Regions from separate parts of the Macaca mulatta genome. Here region 2 is linked to region 1. The links are chromatin contacts, called in public Hi-C maps. All regions are on one chromosome and are shown on one strand. Each heading gives the region's core, a stretch centred on a gene start, on an enhancer-like site or on the middle of the called end of the contact. The rest is flanking DNA. Distances are from core to core; before and after follow the strand shown. Region 1 holds the start of KIF21B (kinesin family member 21B). Region 2 holds the start of CACNA1S (calcium voltage-gated channel subunit alpha1 S).

What was found. Hi-C and Micro-C count contacts between places; a contact is called where the count stands out from the background.
Region 2: a Hi-C map of fetal cortex germinal zone shows a contact between it and region 1, with 2.0 times the contacts expected there. The contact joins the promoter of CACNA1S here to the promoter of KIF21B in region 1. A contact is called at or near these places in 2 of 14 Hi-C or Micro-C datasets (fetal cortex germinal zone and fetal cortical plate).

The regions. Positions count from the first base shown.
Region 1 is chr1:58,674,302-58,679,914 of T2T-MMU8v2.0, reverse strand. KIF21B (kinesin family member 21B) reads left to right here and starts at 2,794. Exons shown (of 34, transcript XR_013417480.1): 1 at 2,794-3,165. It overlaps LOC106994151 (a long non-coding RNA gene), which reads right to left and starts at 2,572. Exons shown (of 4, transcript XR_003731793.2): 1 at 2,435-2,572; 2 at 873-1,011.
Region 2 is chr1:58,765,895-58,771,222 of T2T-MMU8v2.0, reverse strand. CACNA1S (calcium voltage-gated channel subunit alpha1 S) reads left to right here and starts at 3,370. Exons shown (of 43, transcript XM_078002574.1): 1 at 3,370-4,017. The coding sequence starts at 3,866. ASCL5 (achaete-scute family bHLH transcription factor 5) reads left to right here. Exons shown (of 2, transcript XM_015120478.3): 2 at 323-2,249. The coding sequence starts at 835. The coding sequence ends at 1,455.

The sequences.
Region 1 (5,613 bases), core at 1,545-4,044:
GGGAGCTTCCTGCCTCAGAGAGTGCTCCCCACACCTCCCCCAGGTTCCCATCTGCCCAGACGCCCACAGCTCCTGTCAAGAGAAATGATGGAAGAAGCCCCAAGATACCTGGGGGAAGGGCCTCAGCTCAGGACAAGAGCTGGGGCTCCAACCTCAGTCCAATCAGGGAACTCTCAGGGCCACTCATGGTTGTGTGCATGTGTGTGTGTTTGCCTGTTTCTGTGAGACAGTGAGGAAAGATTTGGGGGTGGGGGAGATATGCACATGGGCAGCTAATCCTGAGAAACTTTGGGGTCTGGGAAGGGGGGAAAGAAAGAAGAAAAGCTGGAAGGGGATAGAGGTGGTGGGAGACAGGGGGATGGGAAAAACCAAAGAGAGGAAGCAGTGGCTGTGCTGAAGCTGGACAGAGCCCGAAAAGGACAAGTCTTGTCCTAAACTTCCTCTGACCCACCTAACCTAAATCTCCCCACGCTGTGGTTTAAGCCTCTTTCCCACCTTGGTTCTCTGTCTAGCCTCTGAGCAGCAGAGTCCAGGAGTGACGTCGGGATGCTGGCTGCCCTGCTGCTTCCTGGCCCAGGAGGGAGCTACTTCTGAGTAGCCAAAGTCCTGAGGCTCTGACATTTAGGAGGCCTGAGTTTCCCACCCATGTGCATCCCTGCTTCCCCTGACTTGACACCCAGTGACCTGGAGGGATGCAGAGGGGGTGGGCAGCAGCTCTGGAGGCATTTCCCAGCAGTAGAACTGTGAGTCAGAAGGATCATCTACTATCGGAAGTCAGAGGGGACCTCCTGCAGGCAGGAAATCAGAGTTGGGCCCCAGAGAAGTCCAGAGATGAGTTGGCGGGAAATTAGCTCTTCAGAAAGCAACATTACCGTCCGGGAAGGCTGAACCTGGAGCCCGCTATGCCTACAGGAAAAGCCTGGGCCAGCCTAGCTCCCTTCTGCCTGGGCATCACCATCCCTTCCGCCTTGGCATCACCATCGCTTCCACCTTGGTGGTCATCTGGGAAGTCTGGAACAAGATATACAAGTTCAAATCCGGAGTCTGTTGCTTATATGCTGGAATTCATACATGTGAGGCTCAGTTTCCCCATCTGCAAAATTTAAAAAGAATAAGAAAGCCTATCTCACAAGGTTACAGGGATAAAATGAGAATATGTGCATAAAATACCTTGTGTAGGTGGTCCATATGTGTTAGTCTCCTCCTCACGTCTTATTTTGGTTGGAAGATGGGGAGGAATGTTGCAGGATCTGACTGCAACATTCTGCTAGCCTCCTGGTCCAGGAGAGGCGATCCCCTGGCCCCAGGGAGAGCTTCCTCTAGATTCAAATGCTAATAAAAGGTCCAGGATCCCACCAAGACCTCCTCTCCAGCCTCCATCCTGGGGGCACTGCTCGCAGTGCTCCTCCTCTTTGCCATGGGGATGAAAAGGGTGTGTTGATTGGCCCTTGAAATTTGCTCTTAAAATTATCTTTGGTTTTGATTTGACCTTAATAGGTCAAGCCAAACAGGGATCTGAGCTACTGCATGAAGCAGTTATTGCGGGGGGTGGTGGGTTGTGAGTGGAGGAGGGAAGGGGAGGAAGATGGCACCAACAGATGCATCCTCAGACCCCAGTCCACACCCTTGCCAAAATCTCTGACATGGTTTCATCATCTGAGGGTGATGTAAGAGGCCTGGAGTCAGACTCCCCTTGCTCCCCTCCCCCAGAGAGCCCCATCCACATCTGGAGCTGCAGCTGGGTCCTTCTCTTGGGCCCTTTCCAGGGGAGGGAGCTGGGTGAAGTGAGGGCAGCTGGTGAGGGGCCCTGTGAATGGCCCCAATGTTGGGAGGCAGGGGGCAGGGAAGAGGCCTCTGGGCTCAGAGGGAGGGAGGTGGACTGGGAAGGGAATTGTGACTTTGCAGCATTGGTCTCCTCCTCCATCCAGGCCCAGTGTTAAAGTCTCCATGGTCCTCCTTGTCCTTTATATCCATTCCTGCAGGCAGCTGCCCTCCTTCTTCCCTTCCCCACCCACTTCACCGCCCAGCCTCTCTACCCAGGTGCTCGGAACTGAGGGCCCCCTTTGTTCCTTCCTTTCCCCCAGGGCAGCTCAGGCCTCCCACACTGACCCTCTGGCCCTACTGCCACAACAAGCAGAGTGTGAGCCAGGCCCAGTGGGGTCATCTGTGGGTCATAAAGGTCAATGGGACAGTCGTCTAGCAGTAGGGAGGGGCTAGTCTTGGGCTAGGAGCCTGGCCAGGAATCAGCTAAAACACGAGCTTTAAAATGCTGCAGGGCGGGGGTGGGGGGAAATTTATTTAGGGGCTAGCAAGAACTCCCTTCAAGAAGGGTTGGCGAATTTACTGGAATAAATGCAGAAGGGAAGCTTTCCTGGCTCTTGTGAACTATAAACCGTCAATCGCTGTGAGATCCCCGGGAGACCAGGGTTCTTACCATGCTTACCCACGAACTCGCTCTGTGACCTTCGGTAGTTCCCCTCTTTAAATCTCAGTTTCTTCATTTATGAAATGAGGGTCCCATTGAAGCTTGAGGTTCTGCCACTCCAGGAGCCAAGGTTCTAACGTGGTCTGCGTCCCGCGCCTCCACCCCCCATCCCACCCCCACCCTCCAATCCCGCCCCCTACCCCCAGCCACCGGTGGCCGCGAGCCAAGAGGTCCCTTTAAAGGCGCGAGTCCCGCCCCCGCTGCTCATTAGGGCTTTCGATTGGCGGCTCCCGGGCTGGGCGGGGCCCGGCGCGGGCTCGGGGCGGGCTCGGGGCGGGCTCGGTGCCGGATCGGCCCCCGCCCCCTTTGTTCGCGCTGCGGCGGGAGGTGACGGCCGGGTGGGAGGTGTGTGCGCGTGTGCCGCGCCGTAGGGAGCGGCGGGTCGCGCCGCCGGCTGTCAGCTAGCTCCGCGCCGCCGCCCGATGGCCCGAGGAGGCGCGCGGGCCCAGCCCCGGGGGGCCGGCCGCGGGTGAGCCCCTCGGCCTGCAGCCCGCGAGCATGTCACCTCCAGCCGCCGCCGCCGCAGCCTCCGCCAGCCGCGCCCGCGCCCCCGCCTCCCGCAGCCGCAGCCGCTGCCTTGGGCATTGGCCCCCAGACCCCCGCCTCTGATCCACGCCCAGACCCTAGAGCCAGAGGGCCATGGCCGGCCAGGGGGACTGCTGCGTCAAGGTGGCCGTCAGGTAGGGACCCGGGGCATGGAAGGGGCCTCGCGGAGAGGGCTCGGGCTTTGTCTCGCGTGGGCTTTGGGCGGGGGGCGCGGGCACCGCTCGGGCTGGAGCCTGCACTCCCGGGGGAGGGGCCGGCGTGGGACGGGATGGAGGGCGCCGCGCGCTGGCCAGGCTGCCGCCGGGGAGCAGCGACCCCGCGGACTACTGCAAGGTGGCTTTGTTTGGGTGGTAATTTTGGGTCCCTCTTGGGAGCCCTTAATGATCAGAAAATCGAATAAACAAGGAAATCCGGTATTTCACACCCAGCCCTGGCCCAGGCCGGAGCGTCTGTGTGTTTCCTCTTCGCCTCCCCACGAGGCTGCTGTCTCATACGGGTATACCAGAGGGAAATTTCCCCCTCATCCACGAGAGTCAGCTAGTTATGTGCTCTTGGTCCAGCTAGCAAAGGCAGCACACCCGCCCTGGGAGCCAGATCTGCAGACAAAGATCCGGTGCGGGGACCAACGAAAAACCTGGGATGATGCCTTGGCCTTCTGTGGGAAGTCAATGGCTTTCTGGGAGAATCCTGCCACTCCTGTCCCAAGAGGAGATGGGGCTAGGAAGGGAGGAAGAGGTGTATCTGAGGTGCTTCCCTCTGAGAGGGCAGGAGGGTGTGATGTGGATGCCCCATCCTCAGACACTCAGACAAAAATTGAGCAGGGGAGGGTTGCCTAGACTTATCTGGGGTTCCATTCTCAACAGCTCTGGGACTTGAGCCGGCAGAAATGAGACAGGGAGAGGACATGGCTGGGTGGGTTCTATTGGGAGGGGTACACAAAGGTGCAGGAGCAGGAAATGCTGTGAAATTGAGCCATCTGTGTTCTTTGTGCTGGGTGGAGACGCTTTACACCTCACCACCTCTCCCAGTTTTTGCTTTGGTTTTTTCTCTTTGAGAGGGGTGTATTGGCAGCAGCGTGCCAATCTGGGGCTGCTCACCAAGGCAGGGGTGTGGAAAGAACGTCTATCTCTGCCCCAGCCCTGTATGATGGAGGGGGCGGGGGATTGTCCAGGTCTAGGGTAGGTCTCTCAGGTCTCTAGATCCCTTGGGTCATATGTGACCCAGATTCCAGGGACCCGGGGAGGTTGCTCCTAGACGGAGTCAGAGATGGCAAGGAAAAAGCTTTCCTCTTCCTGCCCCAGGGCAGATGCCCCTCACCACGGCCACCTGGCTGGCCCTCTGCAGCCCAGAGAGGAGCTGACACTGATCAGTGCTCAGCTGGAGGGAAGGAGATTGAGGCACCCCCACCCATGCACCCTAGGCAGCACTCAAGAATCACTTGAGAACAGCTTTCCTGGCCCTGAGCAGCCAGAGAGACAAAGAGGAGCCCTGCAGGTGCCTGGTGGGCTGGCTGGGGCGGGGCCAGGCTGCTGCTGGGGCTGACATTGCAGCAGGATCTTGTGGAGGTCGAGGGAGGGTTGCATGGCCGGGGGTGGGAGTGAGAAATGTAAATATGGCATCTGCAGCAGATTGGGAGAGTCCAAGAACACCATAAAAGGGAAATGAAGCTCTGGCCCCTCTGGCCCCCACCCATTGTGAACGAGGACTGGGAAGGAAGGGGCTTGGGGGTGCCCTTTCCACAGTGGGGGTTTCCTTTAGATTCCATCTTGCTGGAGAGAGCTAAACAAAGGCCCCCACCTCTGTTCAGGGTCTCCAGGCTGGACTGGGGTGAAAAGATGTGGGTCTCCCACCCGGGGAGCCTCATGGGATTGGCACAGTGAGGATAAGCTGATGTTCTCTTCCCACTGCCACCTCTAGAGGCTTCCCGGGACCCTTTCTGCAGAGAAGGGATCATGTCTGCCCTCTGCACCCAGTTCACGGCGATGTGTGTCATCTCTGGTTCCCAGTCAGATTGCCCTAAGTGGGGGCAAAGTTGCTGATCTGTATGGGGGGTGGGGCATTTGAGCATCAGAAGTCAGTCTTGCAGGGTCTCCGGGAAGGTGAGGGCCCCACCCACCCCTCCCCTCCCACCCCAGCATGAGTGCCCAGCCCGGGCACACGCCAGACCTCAATGGGCAGCCGGCCGTGGAAGGCAGACGATGTCTGGACAGAACCCAGTTTCTAATCAGAGAGCTTAGGACTGAGCTGGGGCTGGGCTGGGCTGGGAAGGAGAGCAGATGGTGCCAGTGACGGGCTGTAGGGGGAGTTCTCCTTGTTTTTAGATCCTCTTCTACCCCTCCTCCCCTGCAGCACCCCCAGAAATCACTTCTCTCACCTGAAAGACTGGGTGGTGGGCTGCACTAGAGTAGAGCATTTATGGGAAGGGCAAGGCTTGTCCAGGGTCTAGTCCAACCCCAGGGCTCACTACCTCCTGCCAGGTCTGGCTGTCTTTCTGACTTTATGGAAGTCCTTTCTTGTATCCAACTGAAGTGCTTTCTGAATTTCCATGAGAATAACTTGTAGCGAGCCTGGAGTCCAACTCT
Region 2 (5,328 bases), core at 2,121-4,620, 91 kb before region 1:
ACATGACAAAATTGGGCATTTCTATAAGCTATGCCCTTTAGGAGGTGTTTTTGCATACATACTTTCACAGTTGATTCGCTTATTAATTTCTTGTCAGGGATGTTTCCCTTGCCCTTCCTAGGGAAACCATGACTCAAAGCGGTCACCCGACTAGTAAGAAGGGATGCGCACAAGATTTTAACCCAGATCTGTGCCCCTTCAGTAGCCAACCACCTCTCCTCATGAGGCTTACAATCCCGTTTGCGGGTGGAGATGATACAAATAAGCCCATAATACAGGCCTTTCCTAACTGATATGTTCACTCTCCTCTCCTCTTGTTTAGAAATGTTTCCCGGGACTCCCTCCACTGAGCTGGCGCACTCCTAACAGCAGCCATCAGTTTGGGCACCCCGGACTGCCCAGGGATCAGGGATCTCGAAGGCCGTGAGGACCAAGGATCAGGCGCTGGGGTGGGGGTGGAGGGCATGGAGCCTGGGGTTTAGGCCTGAGGTGCCCATGTTGGGCGGCAGGAAGAGGCAAGGCGTGCGGGTCTGTGGCCGTGCCCATGGGTGCTGCGGAGCGAGGTGTGGGCCCTCAGAGTTCCGCGGCGCCATGGGCTGGATCTGAGAAGGTGTGCACCGACCCCCTGAGAGGGGCCACACTTGTCTAGGACGATGGCTGGTGTTAGGGAGTCCTTGGAAGCCACCCTAAAGGGCGAAAAGAGGCCCTAGCAAATCCTGGTACCCCGGAGCTGCTGCTAGCGATGTGATTTGCCCCAGTGGTCGAGACCGTGTAGACCCCAAGCAGGGGCCATTCGGTGGGGGCCTCACTCTGGGTCCAGCTCCACGTGGCACCATGAACAATAACTTCTGCCGGGCTCTGGTGGACCGGAGGCCCCTGGGGCCCCCCAGCTGCATGCAGCTGGGCGTCATGCCCCCTCCCCGGCAGGCGCCCCTGCCTCCCGCCGAGCCCCTAGGCAACGTGCCCTTCCTGCTGTACCCGGGCCCAGCCGAGCAGCCCTACTACGACGCCTACGCGGGGGTGTTCCCCTATGTGCCCTTCCCCGGTGCCTTCGGGGTCTACGAATACCCCTTCGAGCCAGCCTTCATCCAGAAGCGCAACGAGCGCGAGCGGCAGCGCGTTAAGTGCGTCAACGAGGGCTACGCGCGCCTCCGCGGCCACCTCCCCGGCGCCCTGGCAGAGAAACGACTTAGCAAGGTGGAGACGCTGCGCGCCGCCATCCGCTACATCAAGTACCTGCAGGAGCTGCTGAGCTCGGCCCCAGACGGCGCGACGCCCCCCGCCGCCCGCGGCCTCCCGGGCACCAGGCCCTGCCCGGCGCCGCCCGCCGCCCCCCGGCCCGACCGCCCTGGCGACGGCGAGGCCCGGGCGCCCTCCTCCCTGGTACCGGAGTCATCCGAGTCCTCCTGCTTCTCCCCCTCGCCTTTCTTGGAATCGGAGGAATCCTGCCATTGATCGGGCTTGTGGCAGCCCCTGGCTTGGGGAATGATCCGTCGGCCCCGTCCCACTTTCGGGAGCAGCGGGAGGCTGCTGGGTCACCCGCGATGCGCCGCAGGCTGGTGACTGCAGGAGGTCCGCGGTGCTCCCGTGTCTGCGACATCCTTCCTCCTCCGTCAACTTGGGGAGGAAGTGCAGGGCAACGGGTGCGAGGCGCGCGATAGAGACCTGAGGAGCTCCGTGGGTGCAGCGAGGGGCAGGGCCTGGGACTGCTCCGGGCGTCCTGCGTCCCCTCCGGGGTGCAGAGGGGCACTCCAGGACGATTATCCCTGGGTCTGGCTCCCGCTCGGCCTGCTTCTTCCTTCCTCGCCGCAGGCGCAGCCCAGTCTCTGCGAGTTCCCGGGAGGCAAGCCCGGCTTTGATCCCTCGGTTATCATGCCCCTGCTCTCCACCAGATGGCTTCAAATACTAGCGACTTCTTTGGGAGCACGCTTGCCCTTTGAGAAAGGAACCCAGAGGAAGGGATGGGAGGCCAGGCCGCTGCCGGCGCTCAGCCCGGACCGAACCCACAGACTCAGCAGAGGCGACCTGTGTGCCCTGGTGGCGTTCTCTAGCTTCCTTGGTGGGGGGCGATCACTCCCTTCACACCCCCCAACGAGGTCATCTAGTTTTGTCCCAGGTTGGGTGGGGACTGTGGTTTTTTTCCCTCAGACTGTAAGCCTTGGGGGAGGGGGGTGTGCATATGGGTACATAGGCACTGTGTTGGCACCAAAGAGCTAAATAAAAGGATTTTTGAATTTTTCTCATTCCTAGATCATTGTCTACCCTCACCCTTCCTGGTGCCCCTTTCTCATTCCCACTCCTAGTCCAGAGTACTTGCTGGAAGGGTATGTGGGATTCGCTGTTAGCGCATTTAAGGTTCAGTGTTAGCTCAGGCATTCAATGAATTTTTTTTTTAATTTTAATTTTAATTTTAATTTTAATTTTAATTTTTGAGACAGGTTTTGCTCTGTTGCCCAGGCTGGAGTGCAGTGATTCTATGCCTGCTCACTGCAACCTCTGCCTCCTGGGTTTGAGCAATTCTCCTGCCTTGGCCTCCAGAGTAGCTGGGATTACAGGTGCACACCACCACGCCCACTAATTTTTGGTATTTTTAGTAGAGTTCAGGTTTCACCATGTTGGCCATGCTGGTCTGGAATTCCTGACCTCAAGTAATCTGCCCACCTTGGCTTCCCAAAGTGCTGGGATTACAGGCATGCGCCACCGCGGCTGACCTCAATGAACTTTTCTTTTTGAGACAAAGTCTCACTCTGTCTCATTCTGTCACCCAGGCTGGAGTACAGTGGCCCGATCTTGGCTCATTGCAGCCTCAACCTCCCAGACTCAACTGATCCTCTCACCTTGGCCTCCTTACTAGCTGGGACTACAAACACACACCACCACACCCTGCTAATTTTTGTATTTTTTGTAGAGACAGAGTTTCACCACTTGCCCCGGCTGGTCTTGAACTCCTGAGCTCTAGCCATTTGCCCACCTCAGCCTCCCAAAGTGTTGGGATTACAGGCATGAGCCACCACGCCTGGCCTCAGTGATCATTTACAGGGAGCATAGTATATGTGGGGACTGTGCAGAGAAGGGGCCAGAGTCCCAGAGATAAAGCCCACAACCTTTACACCTGTAGGGGTGGGAGGAGGTGAGGAAGAAAGATACACAGCAGATGCTCCACAGTGAGGCAGGTGCTATGCCAGAGGTGTGTACACTCAGGGATGTTCTGGGAGTCTTCCAGCCCACTGGAGAGGGGTTTACTGTTTCCCTGACATGGGATTGCTTGGGGGGTGGGTTGAGGGTATGTTTGGGGAGTCTTGGCTGATGGTGCAAATACTGAGCTAGGTAGAGGGTGCTGTGGAGCTGTCCTGACTTAGGCTGCCCAGTGCCTTCTCCAGACAATGTCATGGGGCTGAGGAGGGGAAACCTAATTTTGGCATGAGGGGGCCACTCTGCCGTTTGAGGTTCCATATCCAAGGCTACCGCTTCCTGATCTCTGTTGCCGCAGGCTTGAAACCTTCCATCCTGTCTCCCTCTCCCACTGCCCCTGCCCCATCCCAGGCCTGTGTGTAAGTTCTTCTCCCCATCCCCCACCCTCCTCAGGGGACAGATTGGGAAGCCACTGGCTGGACTGGATGGAATGACAGCTGTCTGGCCTCAGGAGCTCAGGCCCGGCAGTGGGGAGCCGAGTGGAGGCTAATTTTACTTGCTGGGAGTGGGGAGAGTAATCCTCCTGCCCCCACTGCTGCCCCCGCCCCCCGGCTGGCTCAGCAGGGCAGGCTCAGCCGACAGCCTCAGCCAGCCCAGTCCTCAAGGCGGGGGGCATTGGGGACGCAGGGAAGAGAGGGCACTGGGGAGGGGGAGCCAGATTCCCAGGGAAGCCATGGAGCCGTCCTCACCCCAGGATGAAGGCCTGAGGAAGAAACAGCCCAAGAAGCCGGTTCCTGAGATTCTGCCAAGGCCACCCCGGGCCTTGTTCTGCCTGACCCTGGAGAACCCCCTGAGGAAGGCCTGCATCAGCATCGTAGAATGGAAGTATCCTTCAGGGCCCAGGCCGTGGGGGGGAGCATGCATCATGGGGGAGGGATTCAGGGGTGATCACAGAGCACACACTTCCTACAGGAGGGCCAGGGAGGCCTGGGACTTAGACCTGGGGTGAACTCACAGAATTGAGTGAGGCTGGGGGAAGGAGCCCTCAGCTGCGCAGGAGAGGAGGAGGAGGAAGAGGAGGGAGAGAAGGAGGAGGGGGGAGGAGGAACAGGAAGAGGAGGAGGAAGAGGAGGAGGACTTGGTGGGGCTTCCTGGGCCTGAGCAGGCCACCCAAGTCCTGGGTGACAACCAGAGATGCCTACTGACCACCTATGGGTGGGGCCTGCTTCATGGGGACTGTTCCCAGGTGTGCCCAAATCCACATTATCATGGGGTGCCACTAGGTTTTTGAAGCACCAGCCTCATTTCAGAATAGGATAGGAACCAATAAAAGGTTCAATGGCCTCTTTGAGAAAACTCCCCCTTGTTTGGGTTGGGTGGGGGGTGACCCCTCTGGGGGCAGATCCCAGCTGAGGACAGAGCCAAGGGAAAAAATGGGTCTGAAAGACACCTGGTCTGAGTGGCTCCAAGACACAGGCCAAGCAAGCCTGGGTGTTCTAGCTCAGACGTGCCACCCTGGGGACAGAGACTTCGAATCTCATGCTGTGTTTGCATTTGCTCTGGGGGGAAGAATGCTGAAAATATCCGGGTTATCTGGGGAAGGGAGGAAGGAGTGACAGAGACAAGGGGAGGGCTGTGTCAAGTGGGTTCTGAGAGCGAGGGTCGGGCATATTTGAAATATTTCTGAAGGGTTCTGGAAGGCTGGGCTCCTACCAACTGTTCCCTAGAAGGAAGGAGAATGAGGGATAACTAGAAGGACAAGACAAACGTGGGGCAAGTAGAGATATCTTGGGGTCAGTGTCAGCCTTGTTCCCTTCACCTGCCCTTGGCCAGTCGGTGAATCACCCACATCGAACCCTCCTAGGCCCTCCCTCCTTGCCTCTCTTCTGCAAACAGGTTTACTCCATGGGTTCTCCCTCTCCTCCATCCTCTGCTCCTCTGCACCTTCCCCTCTCGTAGCCCCCTGCCCCTGTGGCCCTCCTCTTTTCTCAAACACTGGAGGTTACTGGGAAGAGAATGGGATTTTTCTGCCAAGCCCATCTACATAATATGCCTCCCCATCCGCCCCCAAACAACTGCCTCGCTTCCTCCCTTGCTTTCTCTAGCTCTTTCCACACTTGCTGCCTAATGGGTCAGAAAGTCAAGAAAGCCATGGACCTGGGGTACCCTCTAGAAATGGCTGTGGGTGGGTGTGTC